Regions from separate parts of the Gossypium hirsutum genome. Here region 2 is linked to region 1. The links are chromatin contacts, called in public Hi-C maps. All regions are on one chromosome and are shown on one strand. The core of a region is the stretch at or near the end of the contact, and the rest is flanking DNA. Distances in the headings are between cores, read along the strand shown.

Region 1 (2,550 bases), core at 15-2,514:
GACAAGCATGACAAAACCTATGGTAGTCCTGATTTACAAAATACAATAAATATAAGCTCAATGTAGTAAACAGCTCACTTGTGATTAAAAAGAAAAAAAAGAAAAACCTAGTTCTACAGCTCTTTAATACGTATGTTTTAGCTAATGTAAAATATATATATATATATATATACATATAGATAGATAGATAAATATTTCCTTCAGCACAATGACAATGCTAAAAATTTACACCATAGCCTCCGCAAGCCCCTACGCAAATGAGTAGAACTAAGGATTTTCATTCTATAAAAGATTGGCAATTCCACTTCAAAACCCCACATGCGACTGTGAATAATTTTCATGCATAATTAGTTAAACAGATACCATTTATACAACATACTAACTGCCAACCAACAACAACCATTACAAAATTTATGATATTCATGAGATCTAGAACTTAAATAAAAGGTTTATTATATCATAAACACTTAAATCATATATATATAGCAGCTCCAAGAATTAAACATCTAAGCAATTCTAGCAAGCCAGATTAGCAATACATATTTAAAATTTTACTCTTAACACCACCTTAATTTGCACTGGATCTTCAAATAAAGCTAGCAACATTATTAAAAACAAGATCTGTTTAAATAAAACGCCACAGTTAATCATCCTTTTATTTAATGAGAGAGAACGAGCGATAAATCATCATTAATAAAGTTCAAATAAACTTTTAGACATTCATAAGAGCTCTCGAGTTCCAAAATCCGCGTTCAGATCCAGGCTATGCCTAATATTGTTACTTCTTTTTTCAACAGAACAAAACAGGTTCTATTATTTTAAAAAATAACAAAAAAGAAAGGATAAAGTGCAGATCTGAAGAAAGGCTTACTCTTGCCAAGCAGAGAGGATGAACATTGAAGCGAAAAGAACCCTCCCGACGAATGAAACTAACGCCATTTTTTTGGATTAAACACTTCAAAAAATTCCAAGAAAAATAACAATGAAAAAAAAAAGGAAATTACTGTTTGAAAACGAGACAAAAATGAAGCGAAACGAATCTACGAAACCAAAAACCCCAATAGCCGGAGGTTTTTTTATAAAGAGAGAGAGAGAGAGAGAGAGAGAGAGAGAGAGAGAGAGAGAGAGAGATCAGTGTAAAAACGATGTTGGAGCGCAAGTAGGAGACTGTCTTTATACTCGCGGAATTAGGAATGGAACACGTCCGTTTGACCAATCAAATTCGTTGGTTTTAGTCTCCGAAGGCGCGTGACGTGACGTGGACGAGAGTAGGAAGCGAGTTGAATCTTATTTTTTAGTTTATGTACGGAAATATCCCTGTGGTTTGGTGTAATTTACGATCGTTGCCATCCTGAGACGTGTTTTTAAGTTTTAAAATCCTTCAATTTTGCCGCCGGTCCTGTTTTGGGGTCCATTTTGTGAAATTTGAATGTGAATTGAGTGAATGTGGTTTTGGGAAAAGCTGAAAGGAAATTCTCGGTGTTAAAAAAAGGTCTAATTAGGTGAGATTTATCTATAATTAATGTTTTAATCTTAGATTTGAAGTTGTCATTTGGAGGAATATGTGTTAAAGAAAGAAAAGGTTTCCTTTTTCTAAGACCTCGGCTTTCTAATCAATATTTGCATTCTATTAAATTTATATTCAAATTAAGCTCAACTTTTAAATGAGGCCAAAACTGTTTAATGAAGAGTAAATTTCATACCATTTAATTTAACAAGTTTGATAAAAGTTAATCAATCATAAAATTATATATGAATATGTGAGTGTCTTGTATTAATGTTTTTGAAGAAAAATGTGTATAAATAATATAATATTCTATGTAAATATATGTATAGTATGCTTCAATACCTTTTCTTATAAGAGTTATATTTAATTATTCGTATTTAAATATTATTTATTTGAAATTTTGTTGAATATTAATACAATTGAAACTAATATTATTGTAAATTTATTAAGGTTGCACATAATATCTTTCTCAAATAAATTTAATTAAATAAGAACATGGCTTATTTAAAAAAAAAAAAGAAGAAGTTAGGAATATTCATTAGAAAACTGTTGAGGATAGGATTCAACAAGGGAGGGTTAAGACGGTTTTCGACAATTCACCTAGTTTAGGGCAAGGCAGAGAGTCGTTGTGGATGTTAGAGAAGGATGTAAGGTTGGAAGGAGAGAGAGTGAGAGAGAGAAATTCGGTCCCTAGATTTGGGAGTCGTTGTTGGCTTATATAACAGGTTGTGATCCTGAGGTGCCACATGTCCCGATGTTATTGGTGATTGGGGAGATAATGTCAACTAGTCTGCCATGGTAGGCCTGGGCCTATGGCTGCTAGAGTTGCGATGAGACAAGCTCTCAATCATGTAAGGCGGAATTAGTGTTTGGCGACTAGTGTCATAAATGGAAGTTCAGTGAGGCCTTCACCTGATTTATGTACAGGTGTGCCTAGATCGAGGAGTTCTTAAAAAGCTCTTATATCATTTCCAAGCGAGGTGTTGGGAAAGGAGTTCGCACATTTGATGCTCTAAGAGGTGGTATGTCAGGGATTTTCCCAA
Region 2 (2,550 bases), core at 22-2,521, 540 kb after region 1:
AGCATTCATTGGTGTTAGAACTTATAGATGCAAATGAAAGAAAATGGAAGCATGAGTTAATTAGTAATACCTTCTCGACGTCGGATGCAACCCAAATCCTCCGTATTCCGTTGGTAAAAGAGGCTCATGATAATTGGTTGGTGTGGGATGTGAGTCTTCAGGGGAGTTCTCCATCCGAAGTACTTATATACTATTACAGATACTTCGAGGGTTTCTAGTGCTTACGCTTTACAATCAATTTCTAGTGATTTCTACAAAAAGCTATGGAGCTCCCTGGGAAAATTAAAATTATAGTTTGGAATATTTCTTTGAATTACTTGCCTACATTAGCTAACATGAAATACAAGAAACTTGTGAACACAACATGCTGTCCTCGTTGAGAAAGGGAGGAGGAAATAGTGGATCATTTGTTTCGAGTATGCCGTGTAACAATTGAAGTATGGTCAGATCTTAAATTTTCACATTTCCTAAGTAATCAAGATTTTGGGTTTGGACATTGGCTTACTGGAGTATTTGATGCATGTTCTATCACTCAGTGATGGCTTTTTTTTACGCGCTATGGGTTATCTGGCGAGATAGGAACATAAGGGTCCATGAGAGTGAGTTTGCTACAGGGAGGGATATAGCACATTTCATCAGGGGTTACATTGTAAAGATTACTGAGACAGAGAAGAGGACAATTACAAAAGAAACTGGATTGGTGTGCTAGAGGGTAACATCAGATTCAACCATTAAAATCAACTTTGATGGCACTTTTGACGGACAGAGATTTCAATCGGCTTTGAGTGTTGTGGCAAAGAATGCTAAAGGGAAAGTGGTACTTTCACGAGCGGAGACTAATTAAGGGGTTTTTTTAGCCTTCGCTGTTGAAGCTATTGCTTGCCATCGAGCAATACAAATGGGTATAGAACAGGGTCGGGTGCAAGTAATAAACGAGGGCGATTCATTGTCAACAATTAAGAAATGTCAGTCAATACATCTGAATAAATCGTTAATTGGTGCTTATATCATATATATACATCAGTTGAGAGACGAATTTCAAAAGATCTTTTTCAGCCATATACCAAGATCAGCCAATGAGTTAGCCCACACCGATTACGAAAGAAACACTGAGAGGGGGTGAGTCCTTTTACCTAGAGGAGGGAGTGGACAGAGCGAAGGAACTGGAATAAAGAAGGTGATGCGGTGGTAAAGAATGGAGAAAGAAAGAGTTAATGTCAAGGATGAAAGGAAATGCTACTCACTTCTCTTTGTACTTTTGAACCGTCGAAAAATGAAATTAATTGCAGGTGTTGGGACGGTTGCTAAGGATTGAGCTGATTGGGCAATGGAATAGTGATGTAGACTTTTTGGAATTTTCTTTTTTGTTCTGATATTTTTTTTACATAAGTTTGGGCCTTTTATTTGGGTTTGCGTGAGTTTTTTTGTTTTTTTAATTTTATAGATTTTTTTTCATTTTTGTTTGTTTTGGATTTCAAAGTAATAAAGCCCAATCTATTTTATTTAAAAATAATAATCCCCAAAAGACTCTCATCCACCTTATTTTTATAGTTTTCTTTTTGCAATTAAAATGATTATTAACTTGATTTTTTAAATAATCTCATTATAGGTTATGATCATATCTGCTATTTTGACACAATACTTAGAACTACCCATAGTCCCTCCCCGACCCATAAATCGAAGGATAATGCACATCAACGCACTCGAACCGGTGTCCTCCTGCATTGACAACAATACCCATGCTAATCAAGCTAAGACTCAATCGACATTAACTGAATTTTTTCATATTAAGTAAATATAATATATTTTTTTGAGTAAACTGAAAATTTTAAAAGTAACACATATGAAGCATATGATGTAGTTAATTGAATTTTTTTACGTATTAAGAAGTTAATTTTAAAATAATATACTATTTTATTTTATATAAACTTTATTAAAATCTAATTTTGAATAAATATAATTTGTTAGAGAATTAATTTAAAATTTTTAAAACTAACACATATGAAGCAATTAATTATTAATATATTATATTATATTTATTTAAACTTTTTAAAATCAGCATAATTTTTTTAATATAAAATAAATATCTCGAAGCATGTACCGTACACCAATAAAATTGAAACAAATCAATATAAATAAAATATTAACAAATCGATATTATTTAAATAATTAATATTGATCTATAATCTAAATTGATATTTCAAAATTGATATTTTTGCCAAACTTCGAATAGAATAAAACTTTCAAGGGGACAAACAACCTTTATGGCTTATTAATAAATTGAAGGGTAAATTACACCAACAGTCACTCAACTTTTAATTTAGACAATCAACTTCCAAAAAATAACAAATCAGTCATTAGCACTAGCAAAAAGTGACAAATCAATCACCTACTAACGTTTTCGGTTACAGGTCTAATGGAATAGGTGTCCTGGCCAGTTAACTTTCTTTGTTGGTTTATGGTTTTTTCGATTTAAGGGCATTTGGGTTTATGGTTTTTTAGATTTCTTTGTTGAAATATGTTGCATTCGCATGGGGTTTATGCACTGCA

The links. A called contact is a pair of places that touch in the nucleus more often than the background predicts.
Region 2: a contact with region 1 is called in a Hi-C map of leaf, with 2.4 times the contacts expected there. The contact joins the enhancer-like site here to the promoter of LOC107914900 in region 1. A contact is called at or near these places in 4 of 34 Hi-C or Micro-C datasets (leaf and seedling).

The regions. Positions count from the first base shown.
Region 1 is chrD10:42,066,583-42,069,132 of Gossypium_hirsutum_v2.1, forward strand. LOC107914900 reads right to left here and starts at 1,265. Exons shown (of 5, transcript XM_016843951.2): 1 at 872-1,265. The coding sequence starts at 939.
Region 2 is chrD10:42,608,465-42,611,014 of Gossypium_hirsutum_v2.1, forward strand. No RefSeq gene overlaps it. Among protein-coding and RNA genes, the nearest start is that of LOC107915847, 25 kb to the left of the region's middle. Within about 2 kb of position 1,272, at least 5 of the 9 cell types and tissues checked have an H3K27ac peak or open chromatin away from gene starts, as enhancers often do. A contact at or near this core is called in leaf, where this site is marked.